Regions from separate parts of the Mus musculus genome. Here region 1 is linked to region 2. A link is a contact called in public promoter capture Hi-C data. All regions are on one chromosome and are shown on one strand. Each heading gives the region's core, a stretch centred on a gene start, on an enhancer-like site or on the middle of the called end of the contact. The rest is flanking DNA. Distances are from core to core; before and after follow the strand shown.

Evidence for each region. Capture Hi-C pulls out chosen DNA fragments and counts their contacts.
Region 1: a promoter capture Hi-C map of liver shows a contact between it and region 2. The contact joins two enhancer-like sites. A contact is called at or near these places in 1 of 115 datasets of contacts at active chromatin or transcription factors (embryonic stem cells) and 1 of 9 other capture datasets (liver).

What each region holds. Positions count from the first base shown.
Region 1 is chr4:118,215,117-118,220,035 of GRCm38.p6, forward strand. It overlaps Ptprf (protein tyrosine phosphatase, receptor type, F), which reads right to left. Exons shown (of 33, transcript NM_011213.2): 22 at 1,976-2,073. Among named protein-coding and RNA genes, the nearest start is that of Mir7226, 7.0 kb to the left of the region's middle. Within about 2 kb of position 1,840, at least 11 of the 459 cell types and tissues checked have an H3K27ac peak or open chromatin away from gene starts, as enhancers often do. A contact at or near this core is called in liver, where this site is marked.
Region 2 is chr4:118,039,823-118,045,048 of GRCm38.p6, forward strand. All of the region lies in intron 3 of St3gal3 (ST3 beta-galactoside alpha-2,3-sialyltransferase 3), which reads right to left. Among named protein-coding and RNA genes, the nearest start is that of 9530034E10Rik, 67 kb to the left of the region's middle. Within about 2 kb of position 3,044, at least 16 of the 459 cell types and tissues checked have an H3K27ac peak or open chromatin away from gene starts, as enhancers often do. A contact at or near this core is called in liver, where this site is marked.

The DNA of each region.
Region 1 (4,919 bases), core at 590-3,089, 170 kb after region 2:
CCTCTGCCTTTCTCAACCTGCTGCTGCTGCCAGCAGCTAGCTCTGCTTGGTACCTCCAGGCCTCTTCTCTTGCCCTGCTCCAACCCTCTCTGTCCTTCAGCAAGAACAGTCTTTCAAAAAAAAAAAAATGCAGATCTGAGTATCAAATTCCTGCTCAGAGGCCTCCCATGCTCTTGACTGGCTCAGGACACAAAAATGCTAACAGCTACATTTCTGTGTGAGCTCACGGTGTGCCCAGCACGGTCCTAAGCCACTGCGTGCATTTCTCCATCTTTTTACTCAAGAGAGGTTTGAGTTATTGTCCTTCCTTTGAGGATGGAAAGAATCGATGCCTGTATCACAGTCTCCTCCGTTTTGGTCCCAGCCACCTTATTCTCTAAGGAGGCTGTCTCATCACTTCTGTGAGGCCCCACCCACCAGACACACCCACCATTGTGTTTGCTATATATGATTTTAGTGCATGCTGTCAGAACCACACACTCACAGCAACGATTACTGCTCTGTCTGTGTTTCTCAGTGACTGCGTCCCAAGGCCATCTGCTTCTACATGTCAGCATAGGGACTGGAATACAGTTAAGTGCTAACAACAGTCTGACAAATGACCTACAGACCATGAAGAGAAAGTTTCGGGAAAGCCCACAATAGATCTGGTGGCTTCTAGGACAAAGAAGGGCCTTTAAAGAACGCTCAGATGGGAGGGATGGAGGGGAGGTGGTAAGGTGACGGCCGTGAGCAGGGGCTTATAGGAAGGATGCCAAGGCGTGGGGCAGGACAAGGGCGAATACTGGTAAAAAACAAGGAAGGCCTCCTTGTCCAGAAGTTAAGCTAAATCCAGGCCACCCGGCTGACAGGCTCTGCCTCCACAGCAGAGGTGACACTGTTGCTGTGCAGAGGCATGCTCATCTGTCTACCTGCCAAGCTCAGTTTTCTTCTTTGGAAGCCTGGCCTGTCGCCTTTAGGATCTACCTGGCCCAGTGCCCTCGGAAGGGCAAATCCGGTACCCAGGGATATATCCCCCAAACATAACTCAAGAGTGGACACCTGACTAAAAGAGAGCAACCCCCTGGGTCCAGCTGAACAGATCTATCCATCATCTGTCCATCAGTCATCCTCTGAGGTGTATGCCAAGTGCTGACAAAAGAGCGGCCAGTACAGCAGGGAGACAAAGAAAGGGGGTCTCCTTAGCACTTCCTTTCTAACAAGGCTCCCCTGACTGTATGGCCTGGGAACACCCAAACGTCCCTGACAAAGAGCTGTGGGTGAACCAGGTGGTCACTGACCCTGAAGTCTGAGCTAGCAAACAGAGGTGAAGGCCAGAGTGAGGCGAACACTTGGAGGGCTTCCTGACTCCCCATCTATGAGCTATGTGTTTCGGCATGCATGTGTGATCACATGTGGGAGCGGGAATGGAAGCCGGGCTGAGAACAGACCCTCCCACCCTTCTCGGACAATGGTTACCATGTGGAGACTCAGTAACATTGTTATGCAAGACTGAAGTGCGGATGGTCATGAAACCAGCACAGGCAAGGTCTGGGTGGCTCCACGACTCCTCAGCTGTTTGACTCTAGGTAACTCACACCTCTGTTTGAGTCTGGTTTCTGGTATGTAAGACAAGACTGTGACAGTACCACTCCACGGGGGACCGAGTAAGAGGATGCTGTCCCGTACCTGGTAAGTGCAGGCCTGTTCTTGTTGGAGATTAGATATTATAGCCATTGCTACTAAATCAGTGTCTGCTTCTGCAGGCATCACCTAGCAGAGCCTTCTGAAGCATGTCCTAGGGTGACCACCAGAGGGCTATGGTGAGCCTGTGGGCTGAGCCCAACACCTATGACGGCCAGTTCCCCAACTGAACTTTGCTATTGATCTCCCTGGCCTACATCCCAATATCCTCGACCTCAGGTGGGACCCAGGACAAAACAAAACCAGACTTGGAGAGACTGAGGACACACGGTGGGAGTGGTGGGTGTCTCACCTCATACTCCTGGGAGAACTTGAGCCCATCGTTGGCTTTGAGGCGCTCAATATTGTCTGCCAGGTCAGTGATGGGGATGGGCGGGTGGTCTCGCATACCTGGGGGAGGTGGGGCAGACACATGGGTGGCATTAGTGTGAGTTCTGGTCAGGGTGGTAGAGACAGCCCAAGGCATGTGTGAACATGTGTGATCATGAAGTACTCAGCACTGGTGGCATGGAAACAACAGCACATGCGGCGGCGGCAACAGGAATGGAGAACACACAGTGGCTGGGCATCAGGGGAGGCCAGAGATGGAGGTGTGTGTACTGTGAGCACACAGAAGCATGTCCAGATGACCTGGTGCTGCACGGGACAACAGGGCTCTCTGCCTGCCAGGCCTGCCTAAGAGGAGCAAGGGGCTTCTTCCCACTAAGACGGGGCTTCGAGCTCAGGAACAGGGTGGAAGCTGGGCTCTTACCACACCTGTCTGAGACAGACACCCCCTTACCCCGACCCCTCATTGACGCCAGTCACCTCAGAGATTTGGTGACCCTGTCACCCCGGGCACCAAGTGTGTGGGTGGAATGGTCATGGAGCGCAAAGACAATGGCAGAGTGGCATAGAAGTAGGGAGAGAGAGAAGCAGAGATGGGGAGGAAGATACAAAGACAGGCAAGGGATCAGGACGGAGGCACACAGAGGGGTTGGATGGAGACCAGAGGAGGCAGGGACAAGGAGAGAGGGTGGGAGAGCAGATACAGGAGGAAGCCAGTGAGCACAGGAGGGGACAGAGAGAAGGGAGACGCCGGAAGGGGAGGGAAGGGATAAAGGCAAGGGGAAAAGGGCAAGGAGAAAGTGGGGAGACGTGAGGAAGTAGAAGAGTGGAGACACACTGAAGCCAAAGTGTCCCCAAACCAATGTGGGAACTTTGAAAACTAACTTGAGATATTCGGGCAACTGGGGGCACTGGAACCTGCAGAGAAAACAAACCAAAAGAAAACAATGGGACAGGAGCAGAGCTCAGGAACCCTCTTTCTGGTCACCTGGTTCTGCGGTTCGACACTGAAGGGACTGTAGGTGAAGGGCAAGAGGAAGGGGCACAGACAGAAAGAGTGGGTCAGCTCACGTGCCTTCCAGTAACAGACAGTCCCCCTCCCCCAAAGAGAGAGCTTCCAAGCAACATAGGTCTGAGTGGCCTCTTGAGACCCTATAATAAAGTCACTCCAGCCCAGCCCTCACCCCCTCAAAATCTGACCTTGGCCATTTTCAGATGGTCTCCATACCGGAAATGAAAAATCTTTTAAAATCTCAAGTTCCTCCCTTCTCAGGGATGTCATGTGCCCATGACATCCTTCACACACTGATATGGAAAAGCGTTCTGCATTCCCTTTTGCTGCTTTTCAACCCATGGAAATACTTCTGCCTGAAGGCTTGGGTCCTATACCTCAACACAGCTATGGGCCCTACCCTCTCAGTGCCACACTACGCCAGCACCTGAGACAGGGAACCTTTCTGCCCACACCTCTGCCTGCATGCTCCCCTATAACACCACCATCCTGCGGCCTGTTCCCTTCTCCCTTCCTGCTCGTCCCGGGAGAGTCTGCCCATTCTGAGCTTTGACCACTACCTGATCCTTGGTACCATTCACACTGGTGGCTCCCGGCCTGAGGTCAGCACAAAGTCCAGACACAAAGGCCTACTGCCACTTGGATATCCTCTATGGCAGCAGACACAGAACTGGCTTTGCATCCTTGTGTGAGCTCAGCTCACCTGCCTTACCACCTTCAGCTTCCCAGACTCTGTTCTTCTCCTGCCTCCCTTTCCTACCACTTAACTGCCTGATGTCTTCCCCAGGGCCCGCCCGCTCTCCACAGAAGCAGCCAGCTCTGCTGCTCCTCTGATGAAGACCTTCAATGACTCCCTTGGTCAGTCAGGATGAAGTCTAAGCTGCTCAGCCTGCCGGTCACGGTCACTTCTTGGCTCCAATGCTGCAGAAATACCCTTCAGGGGTTTAACTTGATGTATACACACTGTGCTTCCACTTAGAACCACCTCCAACCCAACTTTCTGTCTGGTGCCCACAAAGTGAGGCACCCTCTGAGAGCAGCCTCCTCTAACCACAGATTCACGCACTGGTTACAACAGCCCGCTGGGTCCACACGGAACACTTTCTCAAGACACGTGTCTTTGGAACTCAGTCGCCATGCTATAAGGAAGTCCAGGCTACACAAAGAGGCTAGCTCGTCTGCCAACTACCTCCCACCGGAACAAACCACCCTAGGGTTGGCAAAGTTCACTACCAAAGGCCAGAAAACCAGTGCTAAAGGCTTGCAGACACCCAGGGTTCTCTTCCACCTTCTAGTTGTCAACTGACCTTTGTAGTGCAAATGTCCCCAGAAATGAATGGGTGTGGTGGTGTGCTGGGCAAATTTTATTTATAAAGCAGACAGTGAGCTGTATTTGGCTCCAGGCCATAATTTGCCAGCCCCACTTTATAAGATTCTAGTTCCCAGCTTTCAAATCTTCCGGCTGAAGGCCTACCCTGGCTGGGTATCCTACCGTGCCCTGTCCCAATTCCTGACTCATAACAACTGTGAGAGAGAAGACATAATTACTGTTGTTTTAAGCCTTGAAGGTTAGGGGTAATTTGATGCGCAGTGATAACCACCTCACACAAACATAAGCCCTCAGTGTGCACACATGACTTCATTCACTCATTCCTTTGTTGTGTGCTCAAGCATCCAGCGAGAATCTACCACACGATAAACACAAGGACGGGTTGAGCCAGCCAGGTCCTGGAGCTACAGCTAGAGACTGTCGCTCTCTGAGAGACACCTCTGGGGTGTAGGGAAGGAGTGATATTCCAGGTGGAAGGAACAGTTCGAAGTCACATGAGAGCAGCTCAGGGGAAGGGACAGGTATTGAGCCTGGAGCAGGAACCCTACACCCTTGCACAGTGAACCT
Region 2 (5,226 bases), core at 1,794-4,293:
TCTTCTGAAGATCCTGAATTCAAATTCCAGCAACCACATGGTGGCTCACAACCATCTGTAATGAGATCTCATGCCCTCTTCTGGTGTGTCTAAAGACAGCTACAATGTACTTACATCTAATAAATAAATAAATCTATAAAAAAATAAAGATGAGCCGAAAGGAAATGCTGCTGCTCATACTTAAACATCATTAACTTCCATGAATGGGAACACACACACACACACACACACACACACACACACACACACACACAAGGCAGAGCTCACCTCACCCAGTATCTCTAGCACCTAACACAGGGTCTGGTACAAAGGTGGGGGTCCATAAATATGTTGAATGAGTGGTGTGACTAGGGGGGCCTACAGACTAGCTGGGGACATGGATCCTCTGTTCTTTTCTACTCGCGGGGAGGGGCCAGTGCCAGTGGTGGCAGCAGTGGTAGGTATGGTCCTTAGCCTCTCTGGGTCAGTCATCTTTCACAACAGTGACTGCCTAGCTCTGCCCACTCCTGACTCTCAGCCCGCCCAGCTGGTGACACCGCAGACCCCCACCTACTGAGGGTGTCCCATGACTCTGCTTAGACTAACTGTCTACGTCTCTGTTTACTTTCCCATACGTTGCCATTTTCTGATTCTTGCTTTGGGGTTCCCTCTGAGAACCCCTAACTTGTCAGCACATCATTTCTAAAGGCCTGAACTTCAACCTCGTCCACGAAGAGCCCTGAGCATCCCAAGCTGCACGCTTTACACATACGAGTTCTTGGAACTATGTGCTCATGCTGCCTGCAAAGGAAATGCCACCTCAAACATACCAATGCTCTGGGGACAACTTGCCTCTGAGGTAGCCCACAGGACAGTCCAGGTCTCACCACCCTGAGCACATATCTGCCTACAGTCAGAAGATCATGGGACTCCTGAGTCTACCAGGCTCAGAGCCACTGACAGCCACAGACAGCTGATACAGCAGCGGAAAGCACTCCTCTCCCTGACACCACAGCAGCAAGGAGGCAGCTGCACACGGAAGGAAAAACGCTTAGTCTCTTGGTGGCTTAGGCCTCCTGCTTCAGCCAGGCCAGTAAATGCAGGGTAACACAATCTACCAACCAAGGAGCACATGTGTCCTGTGCCTGGCTCCAGGCGGGAAGTGGCCTGGGTGATACCAAGCTCTGCCCTTCTCCAGCACCTGCACCAGGTCAGAGCTGTGAATGTACAAAGTGCTTTTGCAGATGCTGGGAGCCTTTGAAGTAAACTGTTAACTCTTTCAGGGATCCTACAAAGGGATTAAGTATGTCTTTTGGGTCACAGTAAGAGTCATAAAGTATTGGTGGGGGAGAACCCTAGAGAATTTGTAAACCTCCTGGAAAGTTCAGAAACTGAGCATAAAAAGCAGGCCACGAGCAAACTGTGTGCATGCATCAAATAAGGAACACTTCCCTTACTGCGCGGAATTTACTGAACTACATGTCATGCACAATAGGTCTGCTGTCATTAAACAGGCAAACACAGGAGCCGCTGAAAAGTCAGGCCATAAAACCAGTGGGAACTCAGAAGATTTGAACGGGACAATTACTCACTTTGAACCAACTAAAGGGCAGAGAGCCCCTCACCCAGCCTGTAGAGAACATCCTTCCAAGCGTGCAGTGACCGTTTCTGAAAGGGATGGAGGAGGGGGTCCAAACGGGGCTCAGCCCCCGATCCTAGTGTAATTTACAGTTACATTCTGGAAGGATGACCAGTGAAAGTACCTTTTCAGAAACATTACGGTTCCGGGAATGCATACATCTAATCATGGGTGGCAAAACACCCGCGGCACCTTGATGCATGTGCTTGCTCTCATGTCTGAGACATCTGCCAGACTCTGAGCTTTCAAAGCACGACATCTGTCCATCCTTCAAGTGAAACAGTGCTCCTGAGAGGTAGACAGTCTGGTTGGTAACAATCACACAAGGGCCTTTTCGTTAAGACAACCTCTTTCCTTGGCGCATAGCAAGGGTGTCAGGCACACTCCCGTTTCCTCACACAGAATACCAGAGAGATGTGCACTCCAGGGGGAAATCTAATAGAAGTCAGAACTGCTGGGCAGGGGTGTAGCTAGGGGTAGAGGACTTTCCTAACATGCTGGAGGCCCTGGCTTTAATCTGCAACACTGCGGACAAACTGCTTCATCAAGAATTGGTTCTAGGGGCTGGAGAGATAGCTCAGAGGTTAAGAGCACTGGCTGATCTTCCAGAGGTCCTGAGTTCAATTCCCAGCAACCAACGTGGTGGCTCATAACCATTTGTAATGGGATCTAATGCCCTCTTCTGGTGCATCTGAAGACAGTGTACTCATATACTTAAAATAAATAAATAATTCTTTAAAAAAGAGAGAGAGGAGAGAGAGAGAGAGAGAGAGAGAGAGAGAGAATTGGTTCTGCCTTTTAAAAAATGTAAAATTTCTCTGGATGTGTCCATGCATATATGCCTTTAGTCCTATTACTCAGGAAGAGGAGGCAAGCGGACCTCTGTGAGTTTGAGCCAGCCCGATGTACAGAGAAGTTTCAGGCCAGCAATAAGACCCTATCTCAAGCCAGGCGTGGTGGCGCACGCCTTTAATTCCAGCTCTCGGGAGGCAGAGGCAGGTGGATTTCTGAGTTCCAGGCCAGCCTGGTCTACAAAGTGAGTTCCAGGACAGCCAGGGCTACACAGAGAAACCCTGTCTCGAAAAACCAAACCAAATATCAAAAACCAAAAAAAAAAAAAAAAACCCTAAAGAACCAAAAACCAAAAAAACAACAACAACAAAAACCCCCACCCTGTCTCAAAACAAACAAACTCCCAACAAAAGAAAACAAATTTCAATTGGGTGTGTCCATAAAGAATAAGCCATTGTGACAGTGCAGGTGACAGTGCAGGTAAGCACTGTTGCTTTGTTTAAAAAAAAAAAAAAAAAAAAAAGCCCAAGATCAACTGTGGTGATACATTTTAATGAAAACATCTCTTACATTCTAAGAGACCTGAACTTTGGCTGGCCCTCAGAGCAGAGTTAATTACACACCTCAAGGTCACTCAGGACTCGGCCTGTTCGCCTGCTGTGTGCTCAGCCAGTCTAACCTGCCCTTCAGAGAACAAGTCACAACCCACCTTACTTGTTTATTATTAGTAGTAAGTATATGCTTGCTTATTATTACTTATTTATATGACAGTGTACGTCTATGCATGAGGAGGTCAGAGGGCATCAGATCCCCCAGAGCTGGAATTATGGCAGCTGTGAGCTGCCTGATGTGGGTGCTGGGAACTAAACTCTTGTTTCCTGCAGGTAGAGTATGTGTTCTTAATCACCAAACCGTGTCTCCAGCCTCGTCCCTCCCAACCCCCACGTAACTAGCTTTTACAACCTAAGCTAATGCACAGCTTTAATTCTGTAATAATAATAACAGTTTTTTCCATGCCCTGTGCATATGCTCCAACTCCCCACCCCTCAGAATGGAATGCAGATGTTCCCACTCGACCAGTGTTCTAAAATGGAAACAGCTATGTTACACTGCAAGTTCCCATTCTAGGCAATAGGAAACCCGCACGGAAGTCCCTGAAAGTGGGGTGATAGCCAGGCCTCATGCTCACGTATAGAGCCTCAGATGGAATTCCAGCCAATAGCACTGATCATGGTTTGAATGAGAAGTCCCCACAGTCTTGAGCACTGGAACACTTAGTCCCCATGGCTGGACTGTGGGGGGAGGGGGTGTGTGTCACTGGAGGGCATGTGTCACTGGAGGTGGCATTGAGAGGGCTAAGACTTGCACCATTTCAAGATCCATTTCTGTCTCCTGACTGTGGTTCCAGATGTGAGTCCTCAGCTTCTGCTCCAGCTGCCATGCCTCCACTCAACCACCGTGGGCTCTTAACCCTCTGGAACCGTAAGCCCGATTTAACGTTCCTTCTAAGAGTTGCCTTGGCTGTGGCTTTTTATCACAGCATGAAGAGTAACTGATTGATACAGAGCCTGACAAGCCCTATCAGTCTTGTGTTAGCCCTTCCTTTTCTCATTCTACAGAGCCACCACCCACTCCCATCAGCTGACATGAACCCAGTACTGAGTAAGTGGCCCCCACTGATAACAACCATCTCTCCCATCTAGAGCAGTGTACAGGGACATTAATGATGTACATGATGTTCAACCATTGCATCGGTCAGACAATCACAGTTCTTCACATCAAAAAAACCTTTTTTTAAGAGAAGATATCACTGTGTAGTCCTGGCTGGCCTGGAACTGGCTTTGTAGACCAAGCTGAACTGAACTCACAAAAATCTACCTGCATCCACCTCCTGAGTACTGGGATGTGCCATACACGTGACCATCTTCAAATTTTAAGTGACAAACATATATAGGCAAAATGGTCCACCAGGCAAGCAAACTCCTCCCACGAGAAGCAGCCTTGCCCATCTTCCTTCCCTGGTCACTGGCTCCTATCGCAAAGGGCACAGCAGTACATGGATTGAAGAACTATCTTACTCAAAATAGAGCTTTCCCTTCCAAAGATGCAACACTGTACAGCCTCCCATTGAAGCTGCATTAAACATAAGCACCGTGTCAGGGCTTGCATGGACGAAGACAGGACAACAGGTACAAACAGCAGTCAAACGCGCCGAGGAGAGAGCAGACTGAGGGGGCTCTTCACTGACCACTCCTCGTGCTGCCCTTGACACCATCAATGCAATCTTCACAGAGGGGATATGATATGCCTGAGGTCCCAACCACTAAGTGAACTGGCAGGGAAGCTGCTGAGCAGGCTCAGGCCCAACTCGGAGGCTGCTTGTCCCTTCCTCAGTCCACGAGAACTCCAGGGAAATGAGAACAGACGCTCATGTTAGGACAGCTGCAACAGAGCAACTGTGTCCTGCTCTCTCTGTTCCCTGTCCCAAGGGCGATCCAACCATACCACACGTGAATTGTGAGAGTCGATGGGATTGCAGAGAGCGGCTGGCCAAAGTGCAAAAGGCTCCCACATCACCTCCAGCCGGGGAAATAAACCACAACATGGCATCAATTTATCAACGACAAACTAAAATAGGAAAGTGGTTTTATAAAACAAACACAGAGAATCCCACTGACCTAGACTAAATTAACTGACCCAGGAAAGTAACTTAGACATTCACAAGCTAAAAATCCAGTCCCAACTAGATATGCGTATGCTGGCATGGGGGAGGCAAGAGGCTTTTGACGGGACAGAGTCCCCTGTGGCTAGCCTCT